Regions from separate parts of the Sus scrofa genome. Here region 1 is linked to region 2. A link is a contact called in public Hi-C data. All regions are on one chromosome and are shown on one strand. The core of a region is the stretch at or near the end of the contact, and the rest is flanking DNA. Distances in the headings are between cores, read along the strand shown.

Region 1 (4,670 bases), core at 484-2,983, 86 kb before region 2:
CCCCACCACCGAAACCTGGCTTCCTGTGTGGTGGACAACACAGGAGCCCTTCGTCCTGTTACATCAGCTTTTCCTCTTTCCTCAGAGATGCTTCCCTGACCACCCCCCCCCCGCCCCCCCGTCCGAAGCAGGGCCCATCTCTCTTGCTCTTTCCAAGCTCAGCTCCTTGCTTGCTTGCTCCTTCACAGCATCTGCCACACTTCATCATTGAGCAGTTCCTCTGTTCAATTCTCTCTCTCTTTTTTTTTTTTTTTTTTTGCTTTTTGGGGCCACACCTGAAGCATATGGAAGTTCCCAGGGCAGGGGTCAAATCGGAGCTGCTGCTGCTGGCCTACACCACAGCCACGGCAATGCCAGATCTGAGCCACATCTGCAACCTACCACAGCTCACGGCAATGCCAGATCCTTAACCCGCTGAGGGAGCCGGGCCAGGGATCAAACCCACATCCTGATGGATACTAGTCGGGTTCATTTCCACTGCGTCACAACGGGAACTCCATGTTCAATTCTCTTTTGTCTGTCTCTCCCACTTGACCGTAGTTCCCCAAGCCCTGCGATCCATCTGCCTTGCTCATTGTGACATACCCACCTCCCCATCCAGCTTGCACAGTCCCCAATAACACTGTGTAAATATTTATGGAATAAATGAACAGGTCTTCATCTGCATTGTCCAGCCCTGGGGTTCAATTCATGTTCGAGGTTTTGGGTTTAGCATTCTCAGAATACAGAAACTTCCAACAAGCCTGCTTTTTGTTGCTGTTAATTGAGATGAGTCAGGTAACAGTTTTGCAGAATGACTCCAAAGCTGAGCAGACCCCAGATGAACATGTGGCAAGCATCAGAGCTCAGGGCCCTAGCTCAAGCTCTGTTTTGTTTGGCAGGGAAACCAAGGCACCCAGAGAAACGAGGCAGTGATGGCCTATGAGTGGACACCACGGCCCCACTGCACATTTTAGGATGTGGAAACCACATAGCAACAAACACTTTGCAGGGATCCACTGAATGGTCAGATTGACCTGATCCTTGGCCATCAGAAGCCTCCTTTGTCTGAAGGGCAGAAAGGCAGGTCCCCAGCGAGGGAACACAACCAGCAGGCACCTGGAATAGAGTTCCTGGCAGCCCAGAGCCGCTGTAATTTCCTGTGGCTTGGCATGCTTTAACGGCACTGCTCATCCAGGAAGGCTGGGCACTGCTGCCAATTTCATGCCATCACTGCTTCCCTTCCAGTGGCTGTGGGTTACCTCCTCAAGCCCCACTCCACCCCTGAAGCTGAAGCTTCCTGCAGATACCTGACTCCTCAGGGCACCCAGATTGGGGAAAGGGGAGAGTGTTTACCTTCCTTTACTTACAGACATTCATTTTTCATCTAAAAACTGACCGGCTATTTCCTTAAGGGATTTTACTCTAAATAAAGCCCCTATACAACCAAACCTCCCTTACAGGTGACCCATAGAAATCCTGTTTTGTCATTCCAGCCTTCTCCTCTCCTTCTTTCCCTGTTTAATAACCCCTTCCTAAATTCTCACTAAACAAATGGCCCCACAGCCCCACGGTGGATTTATCTTGCTAATCTGGGTGCTGTCAGGCTTCCCGGGGAGCAAAAGCTAGCCCTGCATGCAGAGGATGGAGAAGTTTAAAAGCCCATTACACAAGTGCTCCACATGTGAAGCTCTTGTAATCAGTATTCACACAGAGCAAAAAGCCTCCTGCGGCCTCGGCTCCCCTGCTCCACCGCCCTTACCCCTGCCCCGCCGCCATGGCAACCGGACAACATCTGGGAGAGCGCAACGCCGCGCAGCACTAAACCCGGAGCGAGACCAATTACTTGTCCTCTTCGATCCCGCCCTGCCCGCTCCACTCCACCTGCCTTGTCTCTTCATTAATAGCCACCTCCTCGCTCTGCACCAGGAGGCAGAGGCAACTCTCACACAACCCTCCGCCTGCCCTTGACGCCCTCTTCCCTCCCCCAGCCCTGCCAGTTCCTGTCCTGCTCCTCCTCAGTTCCCAAGTTACACCCACTTAGCCTGAAGAGGCCCCCCCTCCAGGCTCCCCTCCTCCGTGCTACAGATGGTGGAACTGCGCGGCAGGGGATGGGGCGGGAGCCCAGCAGGAGACCTGCTGGCTTATCAGGTTTCTCTGCCAAAGAGTGAGCCAGAGTGGAGACACAGCCCAGCCAGGTGTCCTGGAGACACAGCCTGTTTAAAGGGATGCTTCCCTGCCAGCTGTTTCCCCTGCAGCCCATCCAGACACCTGATACCTGTTAAAGAATAACTGCAGATGTGAGCCTCCAAGCCTGGGGAGAATGACAGAGTTCAAGTCACTCTACAGCCTTCCTTTTTCCTGGATGTGGAATGGACAGGCCTAAAGGAAAATGTGAATTTCCAAGCAGGTGAAGTGTTCTTTCTACACATGTGGGCCAAGTGCTCCCCAGTTGTCGAATTTAAAGACATTTCCTGGTGTGGAAGAATATTCCTGATCGATAATATCCAGGCCCTGCCACAAGACACTCCTCTGGGAACTTTCCAAGAAAGATGCTGGCCTGACCCAGTATGACAGTTTTATTTTCCTGGGAAAAATATTTAAATCAAATTCCGTTTATTTAAATACTCTCTCTCTCTCTTGCTTTTTAGGGCCACACAGGCGGCATATGGAAGTTCTCAGGCTAGGGGTCCAATCGGAGCTGCAGCTGCCGGCCTACACCACAGCCACAGCAACATGGGATCCAAGTCACATCAGTGACCTACACCACAGCTCACAGCATTGCCGGATCCTTAACCCACTGAGCGAGGCCAGGGATGGAACCCTTCTCCTCTTGGCCACTGCTCAGGTTCATTACCACTGAGCCAGGATGGGAACTCTTTAAATATTCTCTTTCTATTGACTTGCTTTATCATGTTAAATATGAGTGAGCAAACCTCAAAGGACAGTGGTTGTCAACCTTTTAGTTGTCAATTTGTCTGAAGAGAGATTCGTGTGTTAATCAGTTAAGCATCTGTATCTGTATCAAAGGAGTGGCTAGCAACAGAAAATATTCGCAGAAAGATTTCTTTACCAAGTGCTTTGGTGATTAGCAATGGCTTTGAAATGCTAAGTTTTCCATTTGTGTTTTCTTAAAGTGAGGCATATTTAAGTTAAAAGCAATGTGCTAATCTGTATTAAGGGAAATGGGTGAGGTGATTTTTACTGAATTAGTACTCTGTTTAAAAAGTTCTAAAATTCCCTCATCAGCTCATTCCTTTGACAAACGTGTATTGAGCAGCTAATGTAGGTGTTGGGTTAGGCACTCTGTGAGATAAAAGGATAAGGAGTTCCCTGGTGGCCTGACTGTTAAGGATCCGGCATTATTATTGCTGTGGTGCAGGTTCAATCCCTGGCCCAGGAACTTCCAAATGCCCAGGGCAGGATAACAACAACAAAAGGATAATAATAATTGGCTAACACAGAAAATATACTGGGTACTGTTTTCTCTAAGTGCTTAACATTGATGAATCCACTTGTCATAACAACTCTATAAGGTAGGTACTGAATTTGCCCATTTTACAGATGAGGAGCCATAGATCACAAAGTTAGGAAAGGCAAAAGCCAACTAGGCAGAGCATACCAGAGTCTTTCCTCACAACCTTTCTGCCATGCAATTAGATAAGAGAAATAAGCCAAGTTCATGGTTCTCATGGTCCTTAAAGAGAACATAACCTCGTAAGAAAAGGAAGTAAAAAAAAGGGAAGTCATGGAGTTCCCACCATGGCTCAGCCATAACAAATACCACTAGAATCCATGAGGATGTGGGTTCAATCCCTGGCCTCGTTCAGTGGGTTAAGGATCCGGCGTTGCCGTGAGCTGTGGTGTAGGTCGCAGACGCCACTTGGATCTGGTGTTGCTGTGGCTGTGGTGTAGGCCGGCAGTTGCAGCTCCGATTCAACCCCTAGCCTGGGAACTTCCATATGCCACAGGTGCACCCCTAAAAAGAAAGAGAAAAGAAAAAGGGAAGTCACCAACTTGTGCCAGTGTAACTAAACAATCAGTTTGAGCACAGTCAAGAGGCAGTGAGTAAAATTTGGCATGGGGTGTGATTACTCAAGTCTTCATAAAATTATTAGAACTGGGCATGGAAGAACAGGGTGGCAGCTTACCAAGCAACCAAGAAGGTAATTCCAGGCAAAAGAAATAAGCATAGCATGGAAAGGGAACAGCAAATACTACACCAGCCGTGTCTGGGGATGAGGCCAGTTCTCGCTTATGAATGGCTTTTGAATTTTGAGATGCTTGAAATAAAGTTCAATGAAGAATCCCTTTCTGGATTTGGAGCCTCAGACCATAACCATATGACTAGTCAACCCCAACCTCCCCCCCTCCCGCCCCCAACCCTCATAACTCCATTAGGGAAGACCAACTATAGGCTGTGGTTTGGGCAGGAAATTCTTACTTTCCCTACTTAAAAACAAAAACAAACAGAGTTCCGATTGTGGCGCAGTGGAAAAGAATCTGACTAGTATCCATGAGGACACAGGTTCAATCGCTGGCCTCCCTCAGGGGTTAAGGATCCAGCGTTGCAGTGAGCTGTGGTGTAGGTCGCAGACTTGGCTCGGACCCTGAGGTGCTGTAACTGTGGCTCCAGTTGGACCCCTAACCTGGGAATTTCCATATGCTGCAGTTGCAGCCCTAAAAAGCAA
Region 2 (5,232 bases), core at 2,638-5,137:
AGGAATCAGAAATCAATAGATATTTTCTGAGCCATTACAGTGTGACCTTGGCTGTTGGTCTCAGAGTCATCTTAGGAGCACATGATCACTATGCTTTATGATAACAAGAAAAGATCCATATTCCTAGTGTAGCGACTTTCCGGAAGTTCCCTGTAAATATTCTAGGGATTTAATGTCTCCCCATCTCTTCAGTCCAGATACAGAATCACTTTTTTTTTTTTTTAAGGTCCACACATGTGACCTATGGAAGTCCCCAGGCTAGGGGTCCAATTGGAGCTGCAGCTGCCAGCCTACACCACAGTCACAGCAACACCAGGTCTCAGCCACATCTGTGACCTACCCCACAGCTCAGAGCAACGCCGGATCCTTAACCCACTGAACAAGGCCAGGGATCGAACCTGCATCCTCATGGATACTAGTCGGGTTGGTTACTGCTGAACCACAATAGGAACTCCAGAATCACTTTTTCACACAACTATTTATTGAGGTCTTATTGGCCTTGATTACAGCATGTGGACATTCCCTGGCCAGGGATCAAACCCCAGCCACAGCAGCAACCTGAGCCACTGCAGTGAAAACACCAGATCTTTAACCCACAGTGCCACAAGAGAACGCACTTTGAATTCCAGCTTGATCAGTTACTAGTTTCCCCATGTGGGAAATCAGGTTACTCTCTGCCTCACAGGGTTATTGCTATTTGGGTATGATATGAAATAATGAACATAAAATTCTCAGTACAGGGCCAGGCACATGCTAAGCATCCATTATAGGTGGCTAGTATTGCCATTATCATGGAAGAAATAAAAGGGCGGAAAGAGAAGTTTGTGAGACGATGAAGAAACTAACCACTCCCATGTAGCAGCTGAGCTAGCCACAGCTCCCCAGATTATATCATTAACCCAGATACAGAATCACTTTTTTTTTTTAAGGTCCACACATGTGACCTATGGAAGTCCCCAGGCTAGGGTTATCATCTAGAGTTATCATCTGACCCAGCAATCCCACTCCTCTGGACATATCTGGAGAAAACCCTAGTTCTAAAAGATACATGCACTGCAATAGCAGCACTATTCACAATAGCTAAGACATGGAAGCAACCTAAATGTCCATTAACAGAGAAATAGATAAAGAAGATGTGGTATATATAGACAATGGACTACTACTCAGCCATAAAAAAGAATGAAATGATGCCATTTACAGCAACATGGCTGGACCTAGAGATTCTCATACTAAGTGAAGTCAGACGGAAAAAGACAAATATGATATCACTTATGTGTGGAACCTAAATATATGATACAAATGAACTTACTTATAAAACAGAAACAGACTCACAGACATAGAAAACCAACTTGTTTCCCAAAGGGGAAAAGAAAAGAAGGGATAAATTAGGAGAGTGGGATTAGCAGATATGAATTACTATGTATAAAATAGATAAACAACAAGGACCTTCTTACAGCATAGGAGCTATATTGAATATCTTGTAACAACCTATAATGGAAAAGAATCAGGAAAAGAATGTATATATGTACAACTGAATCATTTTGCTCTACAACAGAAGCTAATACAACATTGTAAATCAACTGTACTTCAATTTAAAAAAAACACACGGGGAATTCCTTGGTAGCACAGAAGGTTAAGGATCTGCCATTGTTACTGCTTTGTTGCAGTTTCAATCCCTGGCTGATCCCTAGCCCAGGAACTTCAGCATGCCACAGACATGGCCAAAAGCAAAAAACAAATAAATGAAATAAATAAATAAAACCTAGTGGTTTTTTTCCCACCTACATAAGACCTTATTAGTAGCACAAATCTGGTTGAGGTGGTGCCTTAAGTATTAATGGCTTGGAATCGGGAGTGGGGTGAGGAGTGGGACTTGATTTTTGAATAGACTAGAGTAACTTTCATCCTTAAATTGGTTAAGGTTAAAGTTACTAAGAAACTGAACCATCAGAAAGTAAACCAAACAGTAAGTTTAGAGGGGTGTGGGCGGGTGTGTATGGGGAGGGGACTGTGTGATTTGTCCTTCCTTCACACCCTGGCAGGTGGGCAGAGTTGTGCTCCGGGTAAGTAAGTCGTCTTGCTGTTGCCGATGGAGCAGAAAAAGGTAACACGAGCTGGATGCCTTTCCAGCCACTCCTTAACATGCCTGATCCGAACTTCTAGCTCCCAAAATAATTCTCCTGACCTCAGCGCTTTTATTCTCTACTTGATCTTCCATCCAGCCCTACCCAGTGATCTTAACAGACGTGCCGACCTTAGGCCAGTCTAACTTTTCCTTATCTATGGCAGGAACTACTCTCTTTTCAGTGTCCTTGCGAGGATTCCAAGTACACATAGACCAGAAGGACATTTTCTCATCGGAGCTCTAAGCGCTCAGGGGTGGACTTGTGTGGATGTTCTACAACCTGTCCAAAGCCCCGGTGACTTACAGGACTTGTCCTTTCCAACATTCGGAGACTCTGTAAATGTACACTTTTTCTTCCTGATATACAGCACAGAAAATAGCAAATTAAAAACCTCCAGGAGGGGAGTTCCCATCGTGGCACAGCGGAAGCGAATCCGACTAGGAACTGTGAGGTTCGATCCCTGGCCTCGCTCAGTGGGTTAAGGATCTGGCCTTGCTGTGGAGCTGTGGTGTAGGTCACAGACGTGGCTCGGGTCCTGTGTTGCTGTGGCTGTGGCATAGGCCGGTGGCAACAGCTCCAATTAACCCCTAGCCTGGGAACCTCCACATGCTGCTGCTGTGACCATATTTAAAAAAAAAAAAAAAAGACAAGGCAAAAGACAAAAACCAAACAAACAAAAACCAAAAAAACTTCCAGGAGTTCCCTGGTTAACAATTCTAAGTTGTCGCTGCTGTGTCATGTGCTCGATCCCTGGCCCAGGAAATTTTGCAGGCCACAGGCATAGCCAAAACAAAACAATGCACCCCACCCCACCTCTGCAAAAAAACTCTCTGGATTCTTCCAGTCTGGATTTACTGCCCAGCACTTCACCTGCCTAGGCCTGGGACCCTCTGCAGGAAAGCTTCCTGGCTATAGCAGCTCACACCAAGCTCACGCCCTGTACTCTAGGAATTCTTTTGCCACACTGATTTGAAAGAGCACACAATGGGTTTTATCACCCAGTGTGTTTATTCTGTCTTTGACAGATGGCAAAATCTAAAGTAGGGACGAGATTTGGTTTTTCGTTTTTTGGGGGGTTTTTTTTTTGGTCTTTTTAGGGCTGCACCTGCAGCATATGGAAGTTCCCAGGTTAGGAGTCGAATCGGAGTTGTAGCTGCCCGCCTTCACCACAGCCACAGCAACGCTAGATCCGAGCCACATCTGCGACCTTCACCACAGCTCACGACATCGCCAGATCCTTAACCCGCTACGTGGGGTCAGGGAATCAACCCTTCCTCCTCATGGATACAAGTCGGTTTCATTACTGCCAAGACACAATGGAAACTCAAGAGATTTTTTTTTTTTTTTTTGGCTGCACCCAAGGCATGAGGGAATTCCTGGGTCAGGGATCAAATTCCAGCTGCTATTGCAGCAATGCCGGATCCTTAACCCACTGCGCCACAGTGGGAACTCCAGGAGGAGGTCTTGAGCTCCTCTTTCTCCCCTTGCACTGTCTAACATAATGCACTGGCACAGAAGGCGCTGGTAATAATATTTTACCCCTGTGTGACAGTGTTCCTTCCAGTTCCAAAACAGCTCAACTAATTATGTTCTGTGATTGAATCGTTATTTTCTTTGCTCTGAAAACAGAAGAGACATCATTCCTAGGAGGTCAGCTTGGGGTCAGAAGTGTTCAGTTTTTAAACGTTGTGTTTCAGATGCTTCACTAGATGACACTACCAGGGAGTGTCACATGAGCAAGTCCTGGTGACAGAGATTCATCCTGGGACTAATTCCAGACTCTGTTTGGCTTCTAGAGAGCCAAACCTTCAGACAGTTCTATTTATTAATTGGATTTGTCAAGGGGAGTTAATTCCTTATAAAAATACACAAGCAAGCTAGTAAAAATAACATTTAAAGAAGAAAGTTAAAAAAAATGTGAAAAGTCCAAATCGCTCAACTCAAACACAAGTTTAGAAAAATAATTCTATTAAAATTTTTCTAAGTATTTATCGGTAAAATGACTTTAAGTATTTATTCGATGTGCTTGCAGAAGAAGAGGGATATTAGGGATATTAGCTTAATCTCCTCAGAGACTAAGTTTTTTTTAACATTTTGTATAGCTTTTAATAATGAAGACTTTATATATGGTGGAAAGATGAAGCAGGGTTTCTTTTTCTTTTCTTTTCTTTTTTTTTTTTTTTTTTTTTTTTTTTTTTTTTTTTGCCAAGCCCACTGCATGCAGAAGTTGGTTCCCTGGCCAGGGATTGAATCCAAGCCACTGCAGTGACAATGCCAGATCCTTAACCTTTGGAGTCACCAGGGAACTCCAAAGCAGGGTTTCTTAATAGTGAATCTCCAAAAATCTTAAGCAAATTTTATATGCATGTCTTTTTTTCTGGAGAAAATCGAAAGCTTTATTTGGATTCTCAGAAGGGGTTGTTAATCAAAAGAGATTTAAAAACACAGGTAATCTTGTTACCCACTACTTTTAAATTTAATAGAAGATCAAGTTCCCGTTATGGCTCAGCAGTAACGAACCCGACTAGTATCCGTGAGGACTTGGGTTCCATCCCTGTCCTCGCTCAGTGGGTTAAGGATCCAGCGTTGCTGTGAGCTCTGGTGTAGGTCACAGATGCAGCTCAGATCCCGCATTGCTGTGGCTGTGGTGTAGCCTGGCAGCTGCAGCTCCGATTTGACCCCTAGTCTGGGAACTTCCATATGTTGTGGGAGCGGCCCTAAAAAGACAAAAATAAAAAATAAAAAAAGCTAAAAAATCCAAGCACACACATGTAATAGGAGAGATGTAGATTCTTTCAAATTACTATTATTTGAAGTATGTCTCATATTTCAATGCATTTTTCACTAATTTCAAAATAAACAACTCCAAAAAAATGTGCCTTTAACAATTTCAAAATTGAGAGAAGAAAACCCAAAACCCACCGGTAGTACGGCTGGCTTATATAAAGATCCCATTGCCCTGTGGAACTTGACAAGGATTTCTAGAGCTGCTCTTGAGAGCTTTGAACATCTGGAGCCCTCACAGGAGTGGGCTGCTAAGTCATTAAAAAGTGTTCCCTTTTTCATTTGCCTGATTAGCAACACAGTATCATCTCCCTGAGGTCTC

The links. A called contact is a pair of places that touch in the nucleus more often than the background predicts.
Region 1: a Hi-C map of skeletal muscle shows a contact between it and region 2, with 2.1 times the contacts expected there. The contact joins two enhancer-like sites. A contact is called at or near these places in 10 of 47 Hi-C or Micro-C datasets (alveolar macrophages, blood, embryonic fibroblasts and 5 more).

Annotation. Positions count from the first base shown.
Region 1 is chr8:76,376,189-76,380,858 of Sscrofa11.1, reverse strand. The region is part of intron 3 of TMEM154 (transmembrane protein 154); the gene reads right to left. It overlaps LOC110262137, which reads left to right. Exons shown (of 7, transcript XR_002346729.1): 7 at 1-666. Among named protein-coding and RNA genes, the nearest start is that of TMEM154, 23 kb to the right of the region's middle. Within about 2 kb of position 1,733, at least 20 of the 83 cell types and tissues checked have an H3K27ac peak or open chromatin away from gene starts, as enhancers often do. A contact at or near this core is called in skeletal muscle, where this site is marked.
Region 2 is chr8:76,291,721-76,296,952 of Sscrofa11.1, reverse strand. No RefSeq gene overlaps it. Among named protein-coding and RNA genes, the nearest start is that of TIGD4, 15 kb to the right of the region's middle. Within about 2 kb of position 3,887, at least 4 of the 83 cell types and tissues checked have an H3K27ac peak or open chromatin away from gene starts, as enhancers often do. A contact at or near this core is called in skeletal muscle, where this site is marked.